5 separate regions of the Sus scrofa genome follow, and all the other regions are linked to region 2. Evidence: chromatin contacts called from public Hi-C and HiChIP or PLAC-seq data. All regions are on one chromosome and are shown on one strand. The core of a region is the stretch at or near the end of the contact, and the rest is flanking DNA. Distances in the headings are between cores, read along the strand shown. Region 1 overlaps THADA (thyroid adenoma-associated protein). Region 2 holds the start of ZFP36L2 (mRNA decay activator protein ZFP36L2). Region 3 has its middle 130 kb from the start of ZFP36L2. Region 4 has its middle 110 kb from the start of ZFP36L2. Region 5 has its middle 81 kb from the start of ZFP36L2.

Evidence for each region. A called contact is a pair of places that touch in the nucleus more often than the background predicts. HiChIP or PLAC-seq counts read pairs in DNA pulled down with a chosen protein or histone mark.
Region 1: an H3K27ac HiChIP or PLAC-seq map of skeletal muscle shows a contact between it and region 2, with 2.9 times the contacts expected there. The contact joins the enhancer-like site here to the promoter of ZFP36L2 in region 2. A contact is called at or near these places in 1 of 5 promoter capture datasets (liver), 11 of 47 Hi-C or Micro-C datasets (embryonic fibroblasts, fibroblasts, heart right ventricle and 5 more) and 2 of 2 datasets of contacts at active chromatin or transcription factors (alveolar macrophages and skeletal muscle).
Region 3: a contact with region 2 is called in an H3K27ac HiChIP or PLAC-seq map of skeletal muscle. The contact joins the enhancer-like site here to the promoter of ZFP36L2 in region 2. A contact is called at or near these places in 1 of 5 promoter capture datasets (fetal liver), 4 of 47 Hi-C or Micro-C datasets (brain, embryonic fibroblasts, fetal heart ventricle and 1 more) and 2 of 2 datasets of contacts at active chromatin or transcription factors (alveolar macrophages and skeletal muscle).
Region 4: an H3K27ac HiChIP or PLAC-seq map of alveolar macrophages shows a contact between it and region 2. The contact joins the enhancer-like site here to the promoter of ZFP36L2 in region 2. A contact is called at or near these places in 1 of 5 promoter capture datasets (fetal liver), 5 of 47 Hi-C or Micro-C datasets (alveolar macrophages, brain, embryonic fibroblasts and 2 more) and 2 of 2 datasets of contacts at active chromatin or transcription factors (alveolar macrophages and skeletal muscle).
Region 5: a contact with region 2 is called in a Hi-C map of liver, with 2.9 times the contacts expected there. The contact joins the enhancer-like site here to the promoter of ZFP36L2 in region 2. A contact is called at or near these places in 3 of 5 promoter capture datasets (fetal liver, liver and skeletal muscle), 31 of 47 Hi-C or Micro-C datasets (alveolar macrophages, blood, brain and 13 more) and 2 of 2 datasets of contacts at active chromatin or transcription factors (alveolar macrophages and skeletal muscle).

What each region holds. Positions count from the first base shown.
Region 1 is chr3:97,127,998-97,133,564 of Sscrofa11.1, reverse strand. All of the region lies in intron 33 of THADA (thyroid adenoma-associated protein), which reads right to left. Among named protein-coding and RNA genes, the nearest start is that of ZFP36L2, 70 kb to the left of the region's middle. Within about 2 kb of position 2,169, at least 31 of the 83 cell types and tissues checked have an H3K27ac peak or open chromatin away from gene starts, as enhancers often do. A contact at or near this core is called in alveolar macrophages, liver, omental adipose tissue and 3 more, where this site is marked.
Region 2 is chr3:97,199,122-97,204,525 of Sscrofa11.1, reverse strand. It overlaps ZFP36L2 (mRNA decay activator protein ZFP36L2), which reads right to left and starts at 4,131. Exons shown (of 2, transcript XM_003125190.6): 1 at 3,771-4,131; 2 at 1,432-3,235. The coding sequence starts at 3,821. The coding sequence ends at 1,805.
Region 3 is chr3:97,324,261-97,329,678 of Sscrofa11.1, reverse strand. No RefSeq gene overlaps it. Among named protein-coding and RNA genes, the nearest start is that of ZFP36L2, 130 kb to the right of the region's middle. Within about 2 kb of position 3,173, at least 37 of the 83 cell types and tissues checked have an H3K27ac peak or open chromatin away from gene starts, as enhancers often do. A contact at or near this core is called in brain, fetal liver and skeletal muscle, where this site is marked.
Region 4 is chr3:97,306,288-97,311,517 of Sscrofa11.1, reverse strand. No RefSeq gene overlaps it. Among named protein-coding and RNA genes, the nearest start is that of ZFP36L2, 110 kb to the right of the region's middle. Within about 2 kb of position 2,432, at least 34 of the 83 cell types and tissues checked have an H3K27ac peak or open chromatin away from gene starts, as enhancers often do. A contact at or near this core is called in alveolar macrophages, liver and omental adipose tissue, where this site is marked.
Region 5 is chr3:97,278,389-97,283,919 of Sscrofa11.1, reverse strand. No RefSeq gene overlaps it. Among named protein-coding and RNA genes, the nearest start is that of ZFP36L2, 81 kb to the right of the region's middle. Within about 2 kb of position 1,984, at least 11 of the 83 cell types and tissues checked have an H3K27ac peak or open chromatin away from gene starts, as enhancers often do. A contact at or near this core is called in liver and retroperitoneal adipose tissue, where this site is marked.

The DNA of each region.
Region 1 (5,567 bases), core at 920-3,419, 69 kb after region 2:
TCTGGTGGCTGAGGGAGGATTTAAAAGCAGCACTACCTTGAGCAAGCAAGGTCCGAGGTCCTGTTTTATTGTTTAGGGAAGTCTGCCTCTTCCCTAGAGGAGGAGCACAGCCCCAAAGGGCAGGCCCATGGGTCAGTTATCTTTGATTTTCACAGCTATTCATACCAGTTTGATTTTCAAAAAGTCAACATAATCTGAAAAGATGCATATTAATCTAAATAGCCTTAATAAGGGCACTCTGGAAAACAATGTGGATGATATCATTACCACATAATTATGGATACAGTGGAGTTTCACCACAAGAGCATTTAGGTGAATTTAACTTTACTCAGCAAACAGAGAGAAAGGGATTGAAAAATAACAATTAAAAGAGCGAGGGCAGTTTCATCTGACATTCCAAGCACTGAGCATATCCCCAGAGGGTGGCTGTGTGGTTACCTCAGACCAGTGGTTCTCAAAGGCTGGTGCGCTCACCTCCAGAGCTCCTGGCTCAGGATGTCTAGGGCAGGGCCCCCCAACCTCATCTCTAGCCAATTCTGGGGCGATGCTGATGTGCTGATGCAGGGACCACACTTCTCAGACCACCTGAGATCATCCGCGCTTCTTGGAGTGTAAACAGCTTGCCGTGCTGAACGTGTCTAATTCTAGTGCTGAACGGTGTTTGTTTTTGTATATCAGGGCTCCTCATCATGTCAACCCCTTCATCTAGGGCTCAACCAAGAGGCTCCTGAATAGTATACAGTTCCTGGCCTTCGCTGGTTATGTCACAAACCAAGATAGCCTCATTGCTTTGTGCTGAACTGGCCAAAATTAATGGGGCCAGAGGGAGTTGGTGTACAGGCCCCGAGGGACACTGTTTTCTTGGCCCCCGCAGAGACCGTTATGGGAGAAGCTAAAACCCCAGTAATCACAGCAAAATTGTTCTACTTAGAAAGAGGCCAATCAAACAGAAAAAAACAGTTTCACTGCCACACTGGGGACGCTGTATAAATGGCCAGGGTATGGACCGTGCCACTCTGGTGGTCGCTTGCCATTGAGCCTCAGAGGCAGGTTCTTGATTCTACCTTTCCTGTGCTGTCTCCTTGAATGATTGAGTGAACAAATGAATGAATTTCTCTCTCGCATATGGTAATGACTCAGAATTCTCTGATCCCGCTAGATCAGGAAACGTCTGTAGAAGTTTCGGACAAATGAATGAATGAATGAATTTCTCTCTCACATATGGTAATGACTCGGAATTCTCCGATCCCGCTCGATCAGGAAACGTCTGTAGAAGCCCCCCCCACCCCCACCCCTTTACTCTCCTTAAAAAAAGTGAGAGAATACAAAGTGGATTTTACTTTTAAGGCACAGTGAGACGGTCAGCTTTTTCTATTTCAAAGAACTGGAGCTCTGGTCAGAGAGATCTGGTAATCAGACCCAACAAATGTTCTTATCTGGACCAGTTGATAAACTGGTTCTAAAAATAATCAGAGATGATAGTTTGTACACTCTGTGCTGTTAATGGTCTGTTATGCAATTTCTCAGTATAAAAAAAAAACACAATTATGTTTGGAGAGGAGAGGAAACCATAGGAACTACAACAACAACAACACCACAAATCGAGTGATTTAATACATCTTGGCTTCTCCTTATCGAAGGGAAATTCCAATTCTTCTACTTAATCCTCTGCTCCTCCTGGTGAACAGTAATCCTGACCTGAAGGGCCCTTCCAGTCACAGACAAGGAGAAGGACCTGGCGGAAGCGTTTGGAGACTCGCTCCGTCTTGAGAAGCACCCTGAACGGGTGCCGGCTGTTTACGTCTTGCCTACTTTCTGGGTCTCTGAACCCCTTCTGCCCTGCGTACGGGCATGGCCCCGACACACACATCCCTCTGAAAACACTCCCTCCTTCCCCTGCCCCAGCAGATTCTCCAAGTACTTTTTTAGGCACCAAACGCCTTATCTGCTCTTGAGGAAGGAGGATGAGCTTCTGAAAATACTATTTGAAGACTACTTGGTCAACCCAAAAATAACAACAGTCCCTGTGGCTTGGGAGATGGAGTCCGAAGAGTTCTGAAGGGATTTGGGTAGGCTAAAAATGAGCTCACCAGGCCCTGGGTGGGACCAGCAGTTTTCACTTCTTGCCTCCACCCACCATCCCATCCTTGCCTCTGCCCAACACAGGGAGGAAGTCAGGAAATACTTGTGGATAAACACATGACAACCCGAAGACACAAACATAAAATTACTTCTTAGCATACACTGCTTTGGGTTCTTTGTCAGCGAATTGCTCCCAAGGACAAGATTGAGAAATCAGCAACTTCTGTATCATCACAGCTTAGACACCCCCCCATTTCATTTAACCTCTTCCCCACAAAGGATCTGGGGCTTCCCTTTTGCCCTTCGGCAATGAGATACGGTGTGAAACCTTTTTGAGAGTCTCAGTGGCTGGGAAGATTCTTTTAAATAAGTGGGGCTTACCTCTGCCGACGCACCTGTAATGAGTGGCTAGGACTGCTGATCTCAGTGTCTTGCCAGCGCTACAGTTTATAGTTCTGGAAGAAACAGTCTCTAAGACTGAAGAGGTTTCTGGTGCCACTGGCCTACATCAATGTGGGAATGACGCCACAAGGTACAATCTACAGCTGGCAAATCCAACAGAATCTGGTTGCACTGGCATGCGGTTTAGTGTGCCATCAAGTACATTCTGCCAGATGGGCACTGGAGGAGAGCCTGGGAGTAAGCGTAGCTGGCCATGGGACCAGCAGAAGTTCTGATGAGATGACCGACCATTCGTTTTGGTACCAATTTTACTTCCTAATACCTGCTTGTCTTCCTATGCTAGATTTTTTCTTTCTTATAATGTTACTTTCCATGGGGTTTTCACAGTTTTTTTTTTTTTCTCTTTCTTTCAGGTGACCTTTACCCCAATGCTCTGAGGGTACCATCCCCACTTTACAACTGAGGAACCAAGAAGTTTCAAAGCAAAGTGATGAAGGTGATAGTTCTTTTAGCCCATGCAAGTTTAACCACTATAGGAATTGCCCTTTGCCATAAACAACTAACAGCTATAAACTAGACAAACGTGTGAAATTATTGTTTTTAAACATCAGACATGGGCAGTCCAGGACCATGGCCCCCGAGAGAAGAAAGCAACACATAAGGTGAGACTTCTAGTTGCCCCAGACTACTAAGCAGGGGCACCTTCCCTCCCGGCACAGACAGGGAGAACCCAGAGCCCAGAGGTCTTGCTGAGTCAGAACGATTGGATATTCATATGAAAAATAACAAAAAGAACTTCAGGAGTTCCCATTGTGGCTCAGTGGAAATGAATCTGACTAGCATCCCTTAGGACGCAAGTTTAACAAGTTTAATCCCTGGCCTTGCTCAGTAGGTTAAGGATCCGGTGTTGCTGAGAGCTGTAGTGTAGGTCGAAGATGTGGCTCAGATCCTGCGTTGCTGTGGCTGTGGCGTAGGCTGGCAGCTGCAGCTCCAATCTGACCCTTAGCCTAGGAACCTCCATATGCCATGGGTGAGGCCCTAAAAAGACAAAGAAAAAAAAAAAAAAAGAAAAACTTCAACCTTATCTCATGACATACATGAACATTAGCCCAAAGTGGATCACAGATCTAAACGTAAAACTTTAAAAATCAAACTTCAGAAGAAAACCTGAGAGACTGTCTTTGTGACCTTGGGATAGGCAAAGACTTCTTTACTAGGGCACAAAAGGCATAAAACAGGAGTTCTCAGGTGGCCTAGTGGTTGAAGGATCTGGCGTTGTCATTGCTGTGGCACAGGTTTGACCCCGGCCCAGAAACCTCCACATGCCTCAGGCGCAGCAAAAAAAAAAAAAAAAAAAGCATAAAAGACAAAGGAAAAACTGATAAATCGGACTTCATCAAAATTAAAAACATAAGCTCTTCAAAAGACATTGTTAAGAAAAAAGACCTGCTGTGTAGCACTGAAAACTACGTCTAGATACTTACAATGGAGCACGACAATGGGAGAAAAAACTATGTGTACATGTATGTGTAACTGGGTCCCCATGCTGTACAGTGGAAAAAAAAAAAGTGAGTTGGGGGAAATAACAATAAAAAATAAATTAAAGAAAAGAAAAAAGACAAGCAACAGATAGGTAAAAAATATTTAATGACTATTTATCTGTATAAAATATTTGTATCCAGAACAAAAAACTTTTACAACTCAATAATTAAAAACATCCAATTAAAAAGAAAACGTGCAAGAAATCTGAACAGACACTTTACCAAAAAAAGATATGTATATTGCAACCATGGCACATGAAAAGATACTCAATACAACTGGTCACTAGGGAAATGAAAATTTAAATCATAATAACACACCACTACACATCTACCAGGATGGCTATAATCAACAAGAGGGGCAATTCCAAGTTTCAATGAGGATGCAGGATAACTGGACCTCTCATATACTGCTGGTGGGAATGCTAAGTGGTAAGGCCCTTTGGAAAACAGTTTGGCAATTTCCTACAACTTAAACAATCCTTATCATATGACCTAGTAATCTCTTTCCTAGGTTTTACTTAGGAGGGTAAAAACATATAGCCACATAAACATATCTATGCTCAGAGCTGCATTATTCACAATTTCCCAAAGGTGGAAGTGCCAAAATGTATTTCAACTAGTGAATTAATATAAACAACCCATGCCCATAATGGAATACTATTCATCAAGAAAAAGACAAGACCCGCATCATGTTCATAAAGGATGAAAACCACACAGTCATCTCAATAGGTGCAGAAGAAGAAATGACAGGACCCAATACCCTTTCAGGCTCAAAACACTCAACAAGCAAGAAATAGAAGGACATGTCTCCAACTTGATAACAAGCATCTATGGAAAACCCACAGCTGACACTGTACTTAATGGTAAAAGACTAAAAGCTCTTCTCCTAAGATCAGGGACAAGACACTTCTATTCGGTCTTATATTAGAGGTTCTAACCAGGGCAAGAAGGCAAGAAAAATAAACGTCATTTAGATTGGAGAGAAAGAAGTAAAAACCTATTTCTATTGCCCATAACATGATCTCATAGATGGAATGTTCAAAGAAGTCCATAAAAACAAACAAATAAATGAAAAACCTATTTGAGACAATATATAAGTTCAGTAAGGTTGTGGATAAAAGATTAATATACAAATATCAACTATAGTTTTTTATAGTAGCAGTGAACAATCCAGAATTGAAATTAAGAAAATAATTCCATTTACAACAGCATCAAAAATAATAAAACAGGAATAAAATCATTTCTTTTTTTTTCTTTTTTCTTTTTTTTTTTTTTTGTCTCTTGCCTTTTCTAGGGCTGCACCTCTGGTATATGGAGGTTCCAAGGCTAGTGGTCTAATCAGAGCTGCAGCCACTGGCCTACGCCACAGCCACAGCAACTTGGGATCCAAGCCGTATCTGTGACCTACACTACAGCTCATGGCAATGCTGGATCCTTAACCCACTGAGTGAGGCCAGGGATTCCTAGTCGGATTCATTAACCACTGAGCCACGACGGGAACTCCCGGAATAAAATCATTTAACAAAAGATGTTCATGACGTG
Region 2 (5,404 bases), core at 2,882-5,381:
ATATAGTGCTCCAACTGTACCTACGTACAAACTAAAACGACTACTCATTCATCCGCTGTCCAGGAAAGATTCCTGCCTTTCTACATGGAAAAAAAAAAAATAGTACAAGTTTTTGGAATTTTCTGTAATTAAACAAGTCATATTCATGTACTACATATACCATTTTAGCACTAAGAGGTGGCCTCTTCAGTTTATATCTATATATAAAAAAGTGGTAAAAATCTTTTCCTTTTGTGCAGTTGAACCCATCCTACATTCAAATTCTCTCAAGCACTAATAGACAAAATACTTATTTGGTTGAGGAAGATTTAAGGCAAGTTCTGGCCCTTCCAAAGGCACTGAGACTACCCCCCCCCTTATTGCTACATGTCTTTATACGCAGTTATGTCACAGTAGAACTGGTGGGATAAGCAAACAAAACACATTTCTTTTTTGCTAGTTTTTAAAGTTGGAATGAGAAAAGCATGCCACATTTATGCCTGATTACAAAGTATGTGGTCACTTTTTTCTTTTAAAGTTGGATGGGCTACAACCATTATACATTCTAAGAAAAACTCATAAGATATTCCTCAAACTACTTCCACAGCCTCAAGATAGATTTCTGTAAAGAAATCATGCAATCTTTTCAAAATTGACGTAAACAAAGAAAGAAATTAATGAAATAAATATTACATACAATCTCTTAAATTAAGATTTTTTTTACTCATTTACAATAAAATAACCAAGTGAAGTTACAAAAGGCATATATTACTGTGAAAAGAACATACACTCCACATTTTGCCGATTAATAATGGCAATCATAATTTAACATAATAAAAGAATATATATCTATTGCTTTTCATCATACTTGATAAATACAGTATGAACAAAAATTTCAATGTATACTTTTCACAAGATAATAAATAAGTTAAATAGTTTTTTCATATTGAGTTGTGGTGCAGTGGTGCGAATCAACTCAAAACAGCTAAAAATTCAGCAGTTATTCCCCAACAATTACAAACTAAACTCTGCCCAAAGCTTCCAGAAAAGAGCAGACAAAATGGTTCTAAATTAAACATCCACTAAGTGGTGGCAATGAAACCAGTAACCGGTATGAAACTTTGGAATGCAAGGTTTTTTTTCCAGACATATTTAACTTTGTTAAAAAAACAAAAAACACCTATGGAGCTGAGGTCTGCTATCAAGGCATATTCTTGGTAGGATATTGGATTCTAAAAGCTTATAGGTTTAGCAAGGTGATGGCTGGCTGGTTTGTTTACACTGGTCTGAGACACACAATTAGGAACTCCACTCAAGAGTCCCCACATCTGGACTGTTAACTAATGCTTTTCAAGTGAAGATATGGAATGGTGGTTGGTAGCTGCTGGTGCTGGGTTGATTTTTCCTAAAGTCCCACACTCAGAGACCTAAAAAAGTTTTTAGGTGTTTGTCTTTTTTTTTTTTTTTTTTTTGTTCAATTCGCATAACAACTGCCCCGTTGTGAATATTTTGTTCACCGATACAAAAAGTTCGTTGGCTTTTTTTTTTTTGCTCAACAAGAATGAAACTTCGTAATAATAATAAAAATAATAATAAAAAAAAAAAAAACAAGAGGAAACCGAAAAGGGAGGGGTGGGGGCCCCTCCCGGCACACAAGTTCGAGTCCAAGTGCTCGGTGCGGCCTGAAGTCTGCTTGTGGCCGGTATCATTCCCCCCTACACATCCCCGTGCTCCCCTGCCCCTAGCAGAGGCGAGACCGCCGGGGCGCCCTCCAACACCCCCAGAACTGCCTTCCCTTCCTCCTCCTCACTGGCGCCCTCTTGCCTCAGTCGTCGGAGATGGAGAGGCGGCTGAAGATGGGCAGGCGGCGGCCAGGGTCGAGGCTGGGGGACTCAGAGCCGCTGAGGCTGCCCGAGCTCAGGGAGCCGCTCAAGTAGCTGTCGCGGTCCGACAGCGAGTCCGGGGGGCTAGGGGGAGCGTCGAACACGGGGGACTCGGACAGGCGGCGCGGCAGCTGGAAGCTGAAGGGCGGTGAGGGCGGCGCGGTGGCGCTAGCAGGGAGGGGCGCGCTGGGCGGTGCCGGGGGCTGCGCAGGGGGCACCAGGCCCTGCTGCTGCTGCTGTTGGCTGCGATAGTAGGCGGCGGCAGCCACCGTGGCGAAGTTGTGGGTCTGGATGGCCAGCGGCGTGATGAGGCTGCTCAGCTCCGGGCCGAAGGCGAAGGCGTTGTTGGCGCACGAGGCCGACGAGCAGGCGGCGCAGGGCGCGCCCGGAGCGAGCAGGTCTTCGGCGCCCCCAGTGCCGTACAGCAGAGCCGCCGCAGCCGCGGCCGCCGCAGAGGCACAGCACGTCGGGGCGCCCGAGGGCGTGGAGGCTGCCGAGGCCGACGAACAGGAAGAAGCGGACGAGGAGCAGGACGAGGCGGAGGAACAGGAGGGCGGCGGCGGGGTGCGCGACGTGGGGCTGTCGAGCAGCAGGGGCGACTCCAGGCCCCCCGGGGGCTGGTGGTGGCCCGACGGGAAGCCCGAGAAGCTGAGGCTGTGGTGCAGCTTAGGCCGCGGCTCCCGGGGGAAGCCCAGGTGCAGCGCGTCTCGGGCACTGAAGGTGCGCAGGTCCCCGGAGGCACCCCCCGATGGCGCAGGCCGCCGCTCATCGGCGTTGTGGATGAAGTGGCAGCGCGGCCCGTAGGGGCAGAAGCCGATGGTGTGGAAGGTGCGGCACAGCTCCGTCTTGTACTTCGGATGGCGAGTCAGGCTGCGCAGCTCGTGGAACCCGTGCGCGAACTGGCACTTCTCGCCGTATTTGCACGTGCCGCTCTCCTCGAAGGGTCGGCACAGCTCAGTTTTGTAGCGCGTTGAGTTGATCTGGGAGCCGCCGCCCCCCTTCTGCTGCTGCTGCAGGTGCAGGAGGTGCTGGCTGCGATCGCCGTTCTCACTGAACGAGCGGTCCCGGAATTTGTTCTCCTTGTTCAGCAGGGCCGTGCCGCCGCCCCCCGACGGCTCCTTGAGGGTGCCGTAGGAGGCCGGGCCGCTGGCCGCCGCGCTGCCGCAGCTGCTGCCGTTAGCCGCGCCCGGGAACTTGGGCGAGCAGCTGCCGGGGCTAGGCGCTGGGTGGGCGAGCGCGTGCAGGTTGCTGGCCGAGTGCCGTCGGAGGAAGCCCGGGGTGAAGCCCGAGCTGGGGGCAGCGGCCACAGGCGTCCCCACCGCCTTCTTGTCCAGCATGTTGTTCAGATTGAGGTTGGCCAGGGATTTCTCCGTCTGCCAAAAGGAGGGTAGCGGGGAAGGGGTGAAAAGTGGAAAAGGGAGGGAAGAGTTGGAGGAGTTGCAGAGTAACAACCACTTGCAGCTCTCTGATTCTTTTCCCTTTTTTCGGATTCTGACTCGGCCCCCAACCGCCACCCTTACAAGAGCACAAGAATCAAGTTCGAGTTGGGAGGAGCCGGACTCTCCCACCCTAGGCCGCGCCGGCTTGCAACATGTGATCTTCAGCCGTGGGCCGCCGGCCTGGGCGGCGCAAACCCCGTCCGGGAAGCCCCGGGCAGCGTGGCTGTGGTCGGCTGGGGAGAAACTAAACAGCTACAGCTACTCCCTCCAGCCCTTCCTCTCTTCTCCTTCTCTCCGCCCACAAGGCGCGAGAACACACACTGCAAACTCCAGGATTTTTCCCGAACCCAAAAGTCAAGGCGAGGAAAGGACTCCCAAAGCCGAGGGCAGAGGGCCAAGCCTGAAATCTCGAAGGGCTTCCTTCTTGCCTTTCCTCCTCCCTCCCTCCCTCCTTTCCCCGCCCGCGTACCTTGCACAAGAAGTCGATATCATAGAAGGCGGACAGAAGTGTGGTCGACATGTTTCTGGATCCTGTAATGGTCGGAGCTGCAGGCAGGGAGGTCCGGAGGAACCCTCGCGGCGGCGCGGCCGGCTCGAGCCACGACGAATAACGGGCGAGGGGCGGGGGAGGGATCGAAAGTTTGCTGGGGGGCGAGAAAAGAAGGAACGGAGGCAGCAGCGTGGACTGGTTTTGAGGGTGCCCAGGAGTGCGGAGTGGGGGGAAAGAAAGAGTGAAGCTAGAGCGCTCCTCCGCGCCCCGGGGTGCCCGGCCCGCCCCCCCGCGCGGAGCCGACGGCAGCTCTCGGACTGCTGGAACTCAGCGGCCTGCGAGCGCGCGCCCTATATACTGTCCCGCAGCGCGGCAGAGGCTGGAGGGGCGTGCCGGGGGAGGGGACAGAACGCTGACCCCCGCCGGGGTCTCCAGGCAACGCCGCCCGCCGGCTCGCGGACGTCAGGCGCCTTCCCGGCCTCCCATTGGCCGCCGCCAATTTTTTTTTTTCTCTGGGGGAGGGGGGTGGGGAGGCCTCGGGGCGGGGCTGGGCGCTGGGGCGCCCGGGGCAGCGTGGAGAGCTCGGCCTAGATGGGTGCTGCTAGGTGGCGGCGGGAAGATTCAGCTCCCCTCCTCTGGGGCTGCACTGTTGGAAATCCCCAGCACGTTTAAGCTGGCCGGGGTTCTGCAGCCCTGGACGTGTCTCTCCCCGCCCGATCCTGCTACGCGAAATTGCGGAGTTTTTATCTCCCACCCTCGGTCTTATACTGGGCGCGGGAATTGCAAAATGCAAGAATACTGCAACCGTCCGCGCGGCCCCACTGGGTTGCAAAGGGTGCTCCGGCCGGGGGGGGCGGGGGGGCGAGGGCTTGAGTCGGATGGGTGGTGGCTCCATCCCGACTGCACGTGGAGTGCGGTGGGTGTGGGGGCGGGAGCGGCCACGCGGGCGGCTGCCGGGGTAGTCCTGCCCGGAGGAGCCTGGGCCCGTTTCTCCGCCCCCCTTCCCGCCCAGGCTGCAGTAAACAGGGCTTGAGCGCCGGGGCCTGCCGGGCAGGGCTGAGTGTCTGAGGACAAGGCGCTGGCTTTGCTAATCACATCACAAGACCTTGAGCCAGGGCCAAAGGCGCGGAGTGGCGCGGGGCGTCCCGGGCGGGGGAGCCGGCTGGGAGGACTGGAGGAAAGGCCGGGAGAGCCGTGCAGGCATGGAGGCCACTTCCCGCCACCTTGTCTGTCTGCCGGTCGGTTCGGTCTTCCCCAGCCCTCCCGGGGGTGGTGGCACAGCTGCCAGCCGAGGCTCCCGCCCTCCGCAGCCTTGGCCAGGCGCGGCCTCCTAGCCCTTTCCCTCCGGCCGTTGAGGGCGCCGCGCCCCGCCTTAACTGTGAGCAGAACCTGTGGGCTGCAGGCTCTGGCTGAGGCCGACCCGCAGCCAGGCAGGGCTGGGCACCGAGGACGCGTCTGGTGGGCTCGCCCGGGTTTCCTCCCACACCCCCAAAAGCTCGCGTTGGGAAATGCTCTGCCAACGGGTGCCCTGTGGGTATGGGGCAGACGCCCCCCCTAGCGCCCAGGGAGGCTAAAGCCGCTGTCGGCCCTACTCGAGCAGATCTGGTCCGGGA
Region 3 (5,418 bases), core at 1,924-4,423, 130 kb before region 2:
TGCTGGTTAAATATTTCGTCTTATTCGAGGTGGAAAAGGGAACAGTGGCCAGTGGGGTGGACGTGGACTTGGATGCAAATGACTGTGCTCTGATGTGCAGATGTGAAGATGGCCGTATGGGAAGGAGTACCCCGACCTCAGAAGCCTGGTCCTGGAGTTCCTGTCGTGGCGCAGTGGTTAACGAATCCAACTAGGAACCATGAGGTCGTGGGTTTGGTCCCTGCCTTGCTCAGTGAGTTAAAGATCCTGTGTTGCCGTGAGCTGTGGTGTAGGTTGCAGACGCAGCTCGGATCCCACGTTGCTGTGGCTCTGGCGTAGGCCAGGGGCTACCACTCCGATTCAACCCCTAGCCTGGGAACCTCCATATGCCACGGGAGCGGCCCAAAGAAATAGCAAAATGACAAAAAAAAAAAAAAAAAAAAAAAGAAGCCTGGTCCTGCAGGCTCTGACCCTGCATGAAGCAGGGACCAGCCCAGGAGAAACACTGGCAGGGTGGCCAGAGCTGGGGATGCCTGGGTTCTGGGCCACAGCTCTAGGGGAGTACAGAAAGCTGGATCAGGAAGGAAAAGACCACCCCTGGGGTCATTGTCAGGGTTTCAAACTTGGTCCCAGCTCTGCTGTGACCACCAGCCGGAGCCGCTGGCTGCCTGCCACGCCAAGACTGCTCACTGTGCACCCACCAGCCTGTACCCCCAGTGCAGGCCTTGGTAACCAGAGGAGCTGGGTGCCCCCAACACTGATGAACACTCTTTTATCGCAATCAAAGAAGCCAAGGCTCAGAGAGGGGAGTGGCCCCGACCCACACAGCAGGTCAGGCAGAACCAGATCGGAACCCAGGTCTCCAGATTTTGGGAGGGGGCACCATGACACCCTGAACAGATGGGGGCTCCACATGGCAACCCAATCCCAGAGGGCCTGTCAGGTAAGTCACAGCAAGGGGGCTGACTGGGGAGGGAGTGAGGACAGGGCCAGAGAGGTGGTATGAAGAGAGCCAGGTGTCTGGGAATCTTCAGGGGGTTTGCAAGGCCTCCTGAACCCGGGTTCCCACAGCAGCAGGTGGGCACCCAGCAGGCCAGGCCGAACAGGGCTGGCACCAACTCCAGCGGGGTTGGAGGTGCCAGATCTCACCCGCCAGCCGGCCTGCCAGCTGGGGAAGCTTAATTAGAATTCCTCAGCCCTCCAACCCATTTCCTCCCTGGTGAACAGGATAGCTAATGGCCCCTGCTGCCTGCTGCCGGGGTGAGGTGGCTGGGCTGGCAGCTTCAAGCCGGGCTGGGGGGTGGGGGGATATAACAAGCTTAGGAAGGACACCTCTCCACTGCCTGGGGGTAGGGGGCAGCCCCCAGCATGACCCTAAATTTCCCCAAGTCGGAGACCATCTGCCTGGCTGTCTGTCTATCCATCCCCCAAGAGCCCAGGGGGCTGGTGAGTGCGGACAGATAGACACAGGCTGTGGGAAGCTTCGGTGATTAATGGGTGATGAAAACCAGACTCCATCAGGATGGGGGCGGGAACCGAGAGGCGGGGAGAGGCCGTTTCATACTTGGCTCAGCGTTGAGCCCACAGCCCCGGGGAGGAGGGCGGAGGTGCCTGGCCCCGGCCTTGACACCCCAGCCCGGCAGCAGAGCCAGCCTACCTGGTACCTCCTTCAGCCTCTGCCCGGGAAGACAGGCCCACGGTGAACCAGCTTTGCTCCCAACACCCAGGGACTTGCAGGGGCCCTGAAATACCCCTCCCTCCCAGAATATCCTGAGGTCTCCCACTTCTTGGAGGAGAAGGCCAGAGACCCTCCCCACCTCCAGCCCTCATCTTCCTCCTGGCCCTGGGGCTGATGTCCCCGGGCCCAGACCCTGGGGCTCTTTTTGCCTCCCACCCCCTTCAAAAACACGTGACAACCCCGTCCTCCGTCTTCAGGACCCGCTCAGCTCAGCCCTCGCCGTGGAAACTTTGAAAAGTTGAAATGGAGCTGATTTCCCCCCAGATTCCTTGACAGCAAAACCTCCAGCCTAAGAGGATTAGAGCAAACCTCCAAACACGCAGTTGAGAGAAATCAAGCAGGAGGGGACCTCACTCACACAACCACGTCACATGGTCCCCACCAGACAGATCCCCAGAAGGACCTCGAAACCCCCCACCTGCCAGAAATACACCCCTCCCAGCCCCCACCCCACCATGATCGCCACGACCCCCACCCTCCTCCCTCACCCCTGCCCACCCCACTCCTACTCACCCCCATTCCTACCCCCACCCCTCTTACCCCCACCCCTCTACCCCACCCCCTCCGGCCTGCCTGCCCCAAGCCTTGGATGCCACCATTCAGTCCCCAGGGGGCAGTTCTGCCCTCCCTCCCCAACACTCAGCTGTGAGAGGTTTTCAGAGGCTTCCCAGCGTGTCCACCCCCAGGGCCCTGGGATGGAACCAGCCTGGGCCTGAAAGGAGGAAATGGGACACAGAGAGAGGAAGAGGCTTTGAGAAGGTGGAGCGCAAAGGTAACCTGCTAACTGAAGAGTTTTGCTGCTGGCCGGCCAGGCCCGCCTGTCACCAGAATGAAAATTCTTGTCAGGCTGTCAAAAATACACACATTTCCAAGGTAGCTGTTGTGCAGGGGCAAGGCGGGGGATAAGGAAAACAGTATTTATTCCTTCCTTCTTACCCACCAGGCTTATGTCCTACGGGAAGGAACTGAGGCTGGGGAGGGTGCCCAGCCCCCACTGCCCCCAGAGGGTTAAGTGACAGAGCTGAGATCTCAGGTCCATGGGACACAGAGCCCTCCTATGTTCGGAAGCCCCACCCTGCCAGGGGCTGCGGGGACAGAGCTAGACACCATCTGGGAAGAATCAGAGAAGATTTTGAGAAAAGGCCTCACGTGGGAATGCGAGAAACTTCGTTGGGGCTTTTTCATCAGTAAAGCAGAAACATAACCTTCCTCCTTGCAAACATTTCTGCACTCTCAAGGGTACCTGACTCTGTGTCCAACAAATTAGTCAGGAAGCAAGTATAAAATTTAAAAATCCCCGTTCTAACCCGTCAGAGAATGCTTTTCACGGGGGTGGGGAAGGGTGCTGCTGAAGTTTATAACTCCATGCATCCCAGCTCCTGCCTCCTGCCCTGACAGAGCCCAGACTTGTCATCTGAGAAGCGGGGGGAAGGGCGAGGTCACTGCCCTTCTCTGGTTTCCGCCCAGAGCTCTGCTCTTCTGCAGGGAACACGGGGCTAGGAGAGCTGGCAGCTGACAGTCTACAGAGGGAGCTGCTGGCTGGTTCTTAGAAAGGGGGGTGTAAGATGCAGGCCTCCCCTCTCCTTCCTGAGCAGGAAGACAAGACACCCTCGGCTGAGGCCCAGGGCCTGCCATTCATGTGTGGCGGTTCCGCTGGGCCCAGGTCTGAGCCCCGGCCGGGACCCGTGCATCCAGCCTGCCCTGCCTGCAGAGAAGGAGTCAGCAGAGTCGCCTCAGGACCTTCTCCGAAGAAACAAAAAAGTGGAAACGTATTTGCTCTCGGCTGCTGGATAACCAAGTACCACAAAATTAACACAACCCTGGTTAATTATCTCAGTTCTGTAGGTCAGAAGTCCAGGTGGGCTCAGCTGGATGCTCTGCTGAGGCTTTGCAAGGCCAAAATCGAGGTGTGAGCTGGGTGGGCTGGTGTCCAGACGTGCTAGGAAAGAATCTGCTCCCCAGTTCATTTTGACGTAGCAGAACTTTGCTCCCGCGGCTGTAGGACTAAGATGTTCTCCCGCCAGTTGTCAGCCGCGGGTCCCTCTCAGCGCCTAGAAGCTGCTCTCTCTTAGGCTCCTTCCATGCAGTTCCCTCCACCTTCAAGTCATTAAAGGGACATGGAACCCGCTTCCATACTTCAAATCCATGACTTCCTTTCCAGCCACCAGCCAGAGAAAACTCTCTGCTTTTAAAGGGCTTGTGTGGGAGTTCTCATCATGGCGCAGTGGTTAACGAATCCGACTAGGAATGATGAGGTTGCGGGTTCGATCCCTGGCCTTGCTCAGTGGGTTAACGATCTGGCGTTGCCGTGAGTGTGGTGTAGGTTTGCAGACACAGCTTGGATCCCACGTTGCTGTGGCTCTGGCGAAGGCTGGTGGCCACAGCTCCAAGTGGACCCCTAGCCTGGGAACCTCCATATGCCGAGGGAGCTGCCCAAGAAATGGCAAAAAGATGAAAAAAAATTTCTTTTTAAGTGCTTGTGTGAATAGATTAGGAACACCTACTAGATAGTCCTGCCCCCATTTTATTATTACTATTATTATTGTTGTTGCTTTTTAGGATCGAACCTGTGGCGTATGGAGGTCTTCAAGCTGGGGGTAGAATTGGAGCTGTAGCTGCCAGCCTACACCACAGCCACAGCAACACGAGATCCGAGCCGAGTCTGCGACCTACCCCACAGCTCACGGCAACGGCAGATCCTCGATCCACTGAGTGAGGCCAGGGATTGGACCCGCATCCTCATGGATACTAGTCGGATTCATTTCCGCTGCTTCACAACAGGAACTCCTAACCTCCCTTTTGAGTAACTCAAAGTTGACTGATTCTAAACTGTTACTGGGTTTTTAAAATCCTTTTGCCATCTAATGTAACAGAATCAGAGGCTCAATAGCTCATCATATTTGAGGATTAGGATGAGAAATCTCAGGGGGCCATATTTTGAATTCTGTCTACATCCAGGGTGCAAAAACACGTTGGCATTTTTGTCCAAATGCGGGACGAGACTCTTAGTACAGAACTTCCTTCCCTCTGCCCAGGCGCTCAGAGGAAAGGGTAGCACCGGGCTGCGGGGTTGACTAGGAACCCCTGCTTTTCTCTCGTCCTCCTCGTGGAACAGGTTCTGGGGCTTTTCGTGACCCGAGGGGGATAGTCCTGCTTCAGGACCACTGGGGCTCTGCTCGTGTTAATCACCCTCCCCCTTCCAGAGCCTCAGCCACCCCCACTGCTGGGCTCTGCCCTGCCTTTCATACGCCCTGTGCGCTGCAGCAGCAACCTGATCTCTGGCGGCCCTGTACACGCGCCTCCCCTCTGCCCACCACAGCCTGGGCTCCACAGGCCCTGGCTTCTTTAATCTGCTCCCTCCTCCTTATCCCAGTGGATGCCTTCCAGGCCCTATTTCCCAGCCCTACTGCAAGTACAGAGATGGATTCCATCTTGCACCTTGCGGTGCTGCCAACACCCGGCCCCGTGCCAGGAATGTAGCAGACACTCTGCAAACATTTATTGTTGTTTCATGGCGTTCCCGTCGTGGCGCATCGGAAATGAATCCGACTAGGAACCATGAGGTTGTGGGTTCGATCCCTGGCCTTGCTCAGTGGGTTAAGGATCTGGCATTGCCGTGAGCTGTGGTGTAGGTTGCAGACATGGCTCGGATCTGGCGTGGCTGTGACTGTGGTGTAGGCCAGCAGCTACAGCTCCGATTA
Region 4 (5,230 bases), core at 1,183-3,682, 110 kb before region 2:
GTAACAGAGTGAGTGGGAGCTTGTTCGGTGAGTTGGGTTGAGTTGCCTTCTTTGCCAGGGCACACGGAGCGGGCTCATTGAGAGATGCTTGGAGGCTCAGCCATGGAGGCAGAAGCAGCGCCTCCACCCCCCCTGCCCCTCCTCAGAGTGGGTCTTTCTGGATGCTGATTCCACCATGTCTCTGAGAAAGACAGCCGCACCGTCTCTGCGGCCAGGGTGGCGTGGTCAGTGTCAGGACAGATGGGCCCTGCCTCTTAGAGTCTCTTCTCATGCCCTCTGGGGGTGGGACCGCCTTGGGAAGAGAAGCTCTGCTGGGCACACTTCTGCTGGAGGCGCGATCTTCTGGGAGAGGCTCCGGGTCAAAGTTACGGTCCCCCCACCTCTGCCCCCTCACTCTACCCCCGCATACAGGGGCGTGGAGAAGGCTCGGCTTGGGGGCAGCGGAGTTCACCCTACAGGGGCCTGACGCTGATCGAGAGCACAGGGTCACCAGGCGCACCCTTGTCCTCCTTGGTGCTTGGGGCCTGGATCGTGGTTACAGGACAGTGAGACTGCTCCTCCCAGGTGCTGACAGGAGGAGGAGACTGAGGCCTGGGGCTCTTTAGTCAGGGCAGCTGGAGTGTTCTTCCTGCTGCTGCCCTGGATTCTGGACCCCTGCTTGGTCCCTGAGGGGTTGGATGCCTTCCTGGCCTTAAAGATGGGACATTTCAGGCCGCCCAGAGAAATCTCTGTGACCTGAGGGGAGGGGAAATGTCCCCCTTTAATTGGCCCCTGTCGTGGGCTGTGCTGTTTTTTTGTTTTGTTTTGTTGCTTTTTAGGGCCGCACGCATGGTATATGGAGGGTCCCAGGCTACGGGTGGAATTGGAGCTACAGCCGCCGGCCTACACCAGAGCCACAGCAACTCAGGATCCGAGCCATGTCTGCAACCTACACCACAGCTCACAGTAACATCGGATCCTTAATCCACTGAGCAAGGCCAGGGATTGAACCTGCAACCTCATGGATCCTAGTTGGGCTCATTACCGCTGAGCCACAACAGGAACTCCTGGGCTGTGCCATCTTGACGAAGCTCCTCCCTCTCACCATGTCCCTGTGCCCCTCAGAGGAAACCATTGGCTGGGCCTTTGGGCCAGAGCTGGGCAGGTTCCCAGCACCCTTGATGTTTGCTTCCAATCCAAGAAAAAGCTAGGCTCCCCAGCTGGGAACTCCTGCCCTCCCCCTTCTCCTTTTCTTTTCTCCCCCCTCCCCCACCCTTGCACTTTCCCCCAGCACCCCCCCAACCCCAAGAAGTTTCCAAAGTGACCACATGTGGGCCCAAATCAAACCCTTGTCCTCAGGCCTCTGCTGGCACTTCTCCCAGATCGCCCACCTTCCTCCTCCAGCTCCGCAGCCCGGCCACCCTCCTCACCCCTGCCCCCGCCATTCCTCTTTGTGGACAACTTTCTAAATGCAGCCAAACTTCCCCTTTCAGTCCACAGCCCCCAGAAAACAGCTGCAAAAAGTCAGCGGCTCGGCAAGTTCTCTTGCAAAGTTTGGCCGAGAGTAACAGCCACTCGTTCTAGCCATTGCCACCCTCTCCCAGGCTCAGAAGGCCAGTCTCCCCCTCCAGGAAACAGTGAGAAGCCCCCGCTCCAGTACTGCTCCCGGGGTCACAGTCTCCCCAGCAATCTAATCTAGAGAGAACTCCTGAAAGGGGCCCGGCTGAGGGTAGCTGGGGGAAGTTGACCGCCCGAAACCTGACGGGTTTCCTGACCTTGCCCAAGCCCTCTGTGACCCTGGGCACCTCACTTACTCCCCCCACCACTGCCCCCCCACACCCAGGCACAGGCCTCTCCTTTGGAGAACAAGGGATGGATACATTGGTTGATTTTCCAGGCCCCTTCCAAGTCTGAAATTCCACACATGGGTCGTTTCTCCCTAGGGTGCCCAGGGATGGGAGAGAAGCTGTGCCCAGGGACACCCGTCTCACTGAGGGTGGTCTGACCAGGCCTCCGAAAATGCATTCTTCGTCCTCTCGGTGACAGTCGGCCCCCTGTAAAAGAGAGGCTCTCACGCCCGAGTCTGATCAGAATCACCTGGGAAAACCACACCATCTCCGACCCCAGCTACACTCCGGACCAAAGAAACCAGAATCTCAGCTCAGGGCCTGGTCCTCAGTCTGTTTGGAAGGTTACTCAGGTGATTCTGAATGAGCAGAAAGAGTTCAGAACCATTGTGGAAAAGGCATCTAGAAACGAAAGAGGAAGCTGTAAGCCAGAGATGCCACATCTGGGTGCCACCTTCTCTGCTGAGAAGCTCTTGAGGCCAGTGGGATGGACTCCGTGAGTAGCGAGGCTTGTCTGTCGTGGATGGGTGGGGAGGGCTGTGGACTGCCCCTGGGGCTGCCCCGCTGCACCCCCACCCTGGCAGGATACTAGGTTCAGGGCCAGCTACTGGGTGCTGGCTCACTGGCTTGCCTGCTCCCTACCAGGCCCCCAAGGCCTCCCTGTGCCCCTCCAAGGCAGATGGCCCCAGGACTGTGGTCCGGGCCCTGGAAACCAACCTCACAAGAGGCAGGAGGCCCCAGGGCAGCTCGAGCCCTCTGAGGGCTTTGTGTGGATTGAGAAAAGGAAAATAGAGAAGGGAAACCGAAGCAGGGCCGAAGGCAGTGAAGGAGAAAAAGACAAGAGAAAGGGGAAGGACTCTGAGGTCAGAGAGTCATGTGAATGGCATTTAGGGAACAAAGCCCCCACTGCCCTGCCCCCTGCTCCCCCTTCATCCATCATCCTCTGGGCCTGGTAAGAAGCACTCTTCTGCCAGGGCCCTGGGCGCAGAAAGCATTGCTGCGCACACAGAAAGCCCAGATCCAGAAATCTGCCAGTTCTGAGTCTGTGAGCCCTGTCCATCCTCCCTCTGGGCAGAGCTAGCAAAGCCCTCCCTACCTGGCACTCTCAGATCCCTGCCTCCTTGGCTCGCGGCAGCCAGGGTCTCTCATCAGACATTGGCCATCAAATCTGGCCGCTCCCAGACCAAAGTAAAGGCTCAATCCAACTCCCAAGACACTTGGCATCGTACCAAGGAGATCCAGGTAATGCTGGTGACTAGCTGTGACCTTGAGCAAACCACCTCCTTCCCCTCCCCAGGCCTCAAGTGCCTGATCTTGTCTGCCTTTCTCTGATGGCACATTTGGAAGGAAGGCATGTCTCTGTATCCCCAGGGGTCAAGAGCCTGGGCTCTGAAGACAGAGACCTGGGCTCATCTCTTGGCTCTGCCACTTGCTGGAGTTTTAATCTCTGTGCCTCCATGTCCTCACTTGGAAGGTGACAGTTAATAGATGGACGGCAGAACATGAGAAGACATCACAGGTCCAAACCAACATGGGTCTCATCTCTAGAATAGCTTTGTCCTTTTTTTTCTTTTTTTTTTTTTTTTTTCGTTTTTGGCTACCCCATGACATATGGAGTTCCTGGGCCAGGGATCACATCTGAGCTGCAGTTGCAACTTAAGCCACAGTGGCGGCAACGATGGATCCTTAACCCACTGTGCTGGGCTGGGGATCGAACCTGCATCCTAGCACTCCAGAGATGCCACAGATCCCATTGTACCATAGTGGAAATTCCAAAAACCACCCTTCACAAACCAAAGAAGGAGATGGCAGACTGAATGGAAAACTGAGCAAAGGATACAAGCAGGCAGTTAACAGCTGCAAGAACCAACGCGAACAGGGTACCGATTAATGTATCAGAGAGGGAGGTACAAGTGACGAATGGGACAGAAGGGATGGTGATTCCCACCCTAGGGGTGATTTTGCCCCCCCCCATCCCCCACCACCACCAGGGGATGTTTGGCAATGTCTGGAGACTTTTTCTGTTGTCATAAGGTGGGGGTGCTATTGGCATTTAGTGGCTAGAGACCAGGGATGCTGCTGAACACTCCATAATGCCCAGAACAGCCCCCGTAACAAAGAAATATCTGACCCCAAATGTCAATGGAGTTGAAGCCTAGAGGATGGATAAACAGACAGGTGAAGGGGCCTGGCTAGGACAGTGAGCTGCTGAAGCATATGACTCATGAAAATAAATCCACTCAAAGGGCAATGATAATGGTCCCTAAGTGTTTGGCAGACAGTAGCAGTTTCGATTCATGTTCGATACTCTGCTGCTACGCTTTCCGTGAGGGGTCCGGACTCCTCAGCCCTCTTCCGATGCTCCAGCAGCAAAGCTGTGGACCTCAGGCTGGAGAGGGTGAGCAGTCACGGTGGGCAGCACAGCTCTCGCCCCTGCGCCCCAGAGGTGGGACGGGCGGGGGGGGGCAGCGGGAGCTATAGAAGGGCAGAGACGGAAAAAGGAAAAGAGGGGAGGGGTGCCTGGGCTGAGGAGCGAAGAGGAAGAGAAAGGAGACACTGCAAGCTTCAGAGTTTCACAACATCACAAAAATACCCAGAAAGTTGGGGGGGGGGGTTGCACAGGGAGAAGTTCAAGTTGAGCAACAGCTGTGGTTGTCTTCACAAATTCATGGAAAATCCTCTTTTCACCCTCTACGGGTGAGTGACGCTAGACCCTTAACCAACCCCGAAGTGGCCTAGAAAGGGTCTCGTCCCACCTCACCAGGTCTCACACCATCTCTTTCCTCGCCTCCCCCTCCTCCTTTTTCACTCGCCCTGGCTGGTCCTCCATCCCTGTTTTCCAGGATGGACACTCCCACTCCAGTCCCACTGGAGCCCTAAAGCAGTTGACGAGGTGCACACATCATCGTCATCACCATCTTAGCTGTTAGAAATCAGCATCTGGGAAGAAATCATCTGCTCTATGCAACAGGCCAAGAGATGCTCTAGGATCCTTAGAGTGGAGCCCCACCTTTGGCTCTGAGTTTCCTGGTGGCCCAAGTGACATGAGAATTGGGGCCAGTTTCATGAGTTACGTGGCCCATAATCAGAAGCCCACCGGTTCCTCTGAGGATGCAGAGCTTTGCCAGGAACTGGAACCTGAAATATATTCTTCTACCCAGCGCTGGCTGAGGCAGTGACAGCTAGCGACAGCAGCCTCCCAAAATAAATGTGACAGAGGGACTCCGCTGGCCATTTTCCAGAAAGGCCCACCATGAGGGAGGGCATAAGAAAGACTCTGTGGTGTCTAAATAACGTGGTCCAAGAGCCACTCGGCTCCATGAGAGGCTGACTCGGTTCAGGGATAAGTCTCATCTGGAAGAATGGATGGAATGCATGGCCTTTAAATAACCCCCATGAACTTT
Region 5 (5,531 bases), core at 735-3,234, 82 kb before region 2:
TTGGAAGGCCAGCTGGGCCACCTCCAAGCTGTGCAACCTCAGGCAGGTTACTGAACCTCTCTGAGGTGGTCTCCTTATCTGTAAAATGCCTTCCTCTGGGTATTGTGAAGGATTAAATGAGCTTGTGGATGTGTCACCACCTGGTATATAACAGGTGTTTAATAGACTCTAGGGTCACACCTGGGAGAGGTGAGCCCATGGGGTGAGATGAAGAGGTGCTCCTTTCATTCAGGGAGAGGGCAATGCTGACCTAAAGACACAAGGGACCACCAGCCACCCACCTGTGCAGAGACGAGCCGGGGGAGGCTCCAGGCTGGGACCCTGCCTCACAGACCCAGAGCCAGTGGGGTGGGGTGCCGGGGTCCTGCACTTCCCACTGACGTCAGCAGGTGCGGGTGGAGTGGAGCGCTGTGGTATAGGGCCCTTGAACTGTCACACCACGGCCCTGGCTTTCAACTTCCTCTGGGGCCCAGGGTGTGCTCAGCTCGCCCTCCCTTCCTTCCTCCCTCATTCAGGCCGCTTTGGGGAAGCACCAGCCACCCTCCGGCTCCAGTCACTGTGCTCCCTCTCAGCTCCCAGAGTTCATCCCAGGTCACTGTGCTCCCTCTCAGCTCCCAGAGTTCATCCCAGCCCCCCTCCATCAACAGGTCTTTCCCTCATCCCTGCGGGGACTCCAGCATGGCAGGCGGGACCCACCAGGCCTGGGGTGCAGCCAGTAGCAATACTCAGCCCTGACTGGCTGCCTCGGTGGTGCACTGCTCATCCCTGACCTCCCTGGATGTGGGTGTTTTTATTCCCTTTCTTCTTGAGGAACTGAGGCTCTAGGAAAATAGGAGCTGTGGGCACTGAGGTGGCAAAGTTGACAGGCATTCTTCCTGCAGGAGCCTTGCAAGGCAGAGGGGCCTTGGCAAGGCCAGAAGACAGAGGATGCAGGTGGTGGACCAGTCTGAGGCTGGGATGGGGGCTTAGGGGACTCCCACCCCACAAATGGCTACAGGCCACAGTGTACAGGCCCCTCCCCCCACCTGCTGCTTTAGGACTCCCAGGGGGCCTGGCACTCTGAGTCTCCAGCCAGCTCCCAGGTGGCCTGGAAGCTGCTGGCTCAGTCTGAAAGGCCAGAGCTGAGAGCTGAGCCACAAGCCCCATTGGAAGACATTTCTCAGGTCCTTTCTGGCAGGAAACAGACATCCTTTCCAGCTATCATTTATTGACAACTTTCTTGCAGAGCAGGTGCTGTGCTAAATGCTTTGCATATATAAACCTATGTAATTCTCACAACAGCTCTGTGAGGCAGGACGCTGGGGCACAGCGAGGTTAAGCGACTTGCCTGAGGTCACACAGAACTGGCATTCAAACCAGGATGCCTGGCTCCAGAGGGCACCCTCACCTCTCCTCAAAGTGGAGATCCCTGGAGCAGGGGAGGCCCAGGACCAGGGGTTTGGGTTGGACCTGGCGGGCATTGGGGAGCCATGGCAGGGTTCTGAGCCAGGGATCAGTATGCTCCCAGGACTGGCTGGACAACTGGACCCCACTGAGGGCTGAATACACCACCCCTCCCACAGGGATGTGGTTAGGACAGAAGGCGGCAGAACAAGACTTCCCCCAAAGAAAAGACCTGAGATGAGGTTGGCAGGCCATGTGCTGGGCATGAAGTTGTGAAGGTGGGAGCTCAGGCACAGGGAAGGGAGCCAGCAGCTCCCTGCCCCCAGTGGGTCGGCTACAGATGGGTGCTCGGTTCCTGTGCCTGGGGCCTAAGAGCTGCCAGCCTACGGGGGCCACCCGGTGTCCATCTGTCTGCGTGCACATGTGTGTATTCGCGTGTGTAAGAAGGCAGGGAGAAGGGGCCTTTGCGTGTGCCTGTTTGCAGGGGAACCTGTCCCCCACCCCCACCTGCTGCTGCAGCCACAGAGAACAGGATGCCCTGACTCCAATCTGCACCTCTAAGGCCTTGAAACCACAGCCACCACGTCAAGGGCGAGTGCACAAGGGCTGGCGGGAGGTGGGGCCCTGGGTGCAGGGTCTGCAGGTGTGAGCCAACAGACGTGTGCAAGGCTGCCCTGGGGGTGTGGTTCCAGGGAGGGGGGCAGGTGGGGTGGAAGGGAGCTGGTCCTCCCCTGGGAGGGAGCACAGCGTCCATCCCCTCTGACCACAGGTTGCGGGGTCCGACAGCTAGCCCCCGTCTGGCCCCTCAGAGGACCAGCCTTTGCTTGTGCAGCTGCTCTCCTCTGGGTGACAGTCCTAACAACACTGTACAAAGGTCTGTAGAGCATCTAAAATGGCCCAGCAGTTCCAGGCACTTGGGAAACATCCACGAGCAAAACAAAGATCCCTGCCCTCGTGGGGTCAATATTCTTGTTGGGGAGACACAGTAGATGAAGCAAGTGAAGTCAGGTGTGTCAGTAGGTGGCAGGTGACACAGGGGAAGAGAGGAGATGGAACCACGCTGAGAGCTGTAATGTGCTGGGGGGGTGAGGGGGAGGGGCTGTGCTGGGGGGGGTGACAAGAGGGGTGTGTGCCCATGTGTACACAGGTCACAGTATTAAACTGGGTGGTCCACGGAGGCCCTACTGAAAAGGTGACATTTCAACAAAAGCTTGGAGAAGGAGCCAAGCAAGGTCTGGAAGAAAACATTCCAGACAGAGGAAATAGCTAGAACAAGGGCCCTGAGGCAGAGGCATGCCTTGCCAGGACTGAGGGAAGGACAACCTGGCCTGCTGGTGGACCGACGTGGCCCCACGCCTTCTGGCATCTGCTCACCTTGCCAAGAGTGAGGGCTGACGCCCCGTGGGTTAAAGAAAATGGACCTTCTGGTACCTACAGCAAAAGCGAAAGGGCTCCCACAGGAACCAGTGTCATGGGAAGTAGGGGACAGAGAGGGACAAAGGGTTTAGACCAGAAGGAGCCTACCACCCCTTGGGGGCCTGAGCTCAGGGAGAAGGCCCTAGACTGGGGGCCTCTAGGGGGAGGGTGGGGGAAGTCTCTGGGGTCCCCAGGCTCCCTGACCAACCTGTGCCTGGGAGCTCACTGAGAGAGTGCAGTGAGGAGCTGCATCCTGCTGCCTGGGGGCCAGCTGGCCACTCGGGGGCAGGGAGCCTGCCACCACCTGCCTCTGCTGAGGCTGCCAGCTCCTTCTGCATTCAAGCACCCCATGGCGGTTGGGCGGGGGGCAGTTGGCCTCAGGAGAGGGAAGCTGATGGCTGATCAGGGGACGGGATGTGTCTACAGCCCCACCCAGCCCTGCAGTTTGTGCGAGATGGAGTTCTAGAAGGCAGATCCCCTCTAAGCCAGCCAGACCACCACCAAAGGATGGGGGTAGCAATGACTGAGAGAGGGGATGGCGGGAGGTTAGGAACTAGAAAAAAGGGAGGAGGCTTGACCTGGGCCTTTTAGGATGAGAGCAAATCTGAATGGGTGGAGAGGAGAAAGGACAAGTCCATGCATTCACACACTGGCACACACAGGTGACACCACACACACACAAACACACACACACACACACATACTCGGTCCCTTAAGCTTCACCACCCTCCCCCAAAACACACAGGTTTTCATAGCCGGAGATATCCACTACACCTCACAGATGCCAAAGTAACACTCAGACACACATGCACTGGGGACATTTACACTCACGTAAGACATGCCAGCACCAGGGCACACACAGAGTCACACACCCTCAGAGACCTAGAGTGGGTCCCCTGGGCACCAGAAGCACATTGACTCCTTAGAAACGGACTTGGGAGAAGATGATGATGTGTCTGCAATGCATAGCAGAACAGAGGCTGGAAAGTAGGGCAGAGGGGGACAGATGGAGATGGGGTGACAGATAGACCCAGAGAAAGGAACGTCGCAGCCACACCCACCTGCAGATGGCACACGCCTTAGTACTTGTCACCCTCCCTGCCCGTGAGAGATACCACTCAGCCACCCTATGACGTTGCAAAGTCACTCAGCCTTTTCTCCAAGTTTTTCTTGGATGAAATGAGAATCTGGTAACATCTGCTTTCCAAATTTCAACCGCAAATCGACAGGTAGATCCTGTTTGCTCTGCCTCCCAAAACACTGTTCAGAGTCCAGCCACTTTTCCCTCCTCCAGGGAACCCCCTGGCCAGGCCACCGTCCACCAGCTTCCCTGCCTCCCCTCTTGCTCCCTGAAGCAGTCTGTGGTCCACTTGCAGCCACTGACCCTCTCCTCCCAACCTACTGGTGTGTTTCCATCTCATCCACCGCACAGAGGAAAATCCTTGCGATGGTCCCAGAGGAGCTGCCCACCCCTCCCTTTTCTCCCTTCTGGCTTCAACTCCAGCCATGCTTGGCCCTGGCTTCCACAAACACCCAGGCCTCCCCTCTCAGAGCCTTTGCACCTGCCGTTCCCTCTGCCTGGAGGGGCCTCAGGACTCTGTCTTCAGAATTTAGTCAAATACATCCTCTCACTGAGGCCTCCCTGGCTGCATCAGCTAACGCTGCGGCCCCCAGCTGAGTGCTCTCTATGCCCCCCCCACACACACCCCTGCTTTTTTCTTCTTAGCATCTTTCCTCACCAAACATACCACATATTTGATCATATTTTTTTATCTGTCTCTCTTATCAAAGTGTAAATTTCACAAGGCAGGGATTTCTGTTTTATTCTATCCTGTGACCCCTGCTTCCTAAAACAGTACCTGGGTCACAGGACTCAATAAATTGAGTGAGTGAGTGAATGAATGAATGAATGAATGAGATAGCAAATAGGTAAGCATTTGAAAAGCAAGATTAGGAGTTCCCGTCGTGGCGCAGTGGTTAACGAATCCGACTAGGAACCATGAGGTTGCGGGTTCGGTCCCTGCGCTTGCTCAGTGGGTTAACGATCCGGCGTCGCCATGAGCTGTGGTGTAGGTCGCAGACTTGTCTTGGATCCCGCGTTGCTGTGGCTCTGGTGTAGGCCGGTGGCCACAGCTCCGATTTGACCCCTAGCCTGGGAACCTCCATATGCCGCGAGAGCGGCCCAAGAAATAGCAAAAAGACAAAAAAAAAAAAAAAAAAAAAAAAAAAAAAAAAGAAAAGCAAGATTAAAGAACAGGAGGGACCAGAGTTCCTGTGTGGCTCAGCAGGTTATGAACCAGACTAGCATCCATGAGGATGCGGGTTCTATCCCTGGCCTCGCTCAGTGGGTTAAGGATCCAGCATTGCCGCAAACAAGGCTCAGATCTGGTGTTTGCTGTGGCTGTGATGCAGGCTGGCAGCTGCAGCTCCTATTCGACCCCTAGTCTGGGAACTTCCATATGCCGCAGGTATGGCTCTAAAAGGAAAAAAAGACCAAAAAAAAAAAAAAAAACAGGAGGGACCACCCCTGAGTGAGCCATCACTGTATTCCAGGAATTGCAACCACAACCCTTTTTTCTCAACCCTGGGAAGTAAATAGAATTGTTCCCGTTTTACAGATGAGAAGCCTGAAGACCAGAAAGGTTAAGACATGTGACCTCAAAAATGGTCCCCCATAATTCCTCCCATCTCTGTGTCAAATGCTGCTCTTCTCATCAAGATTCTAGTCTGTT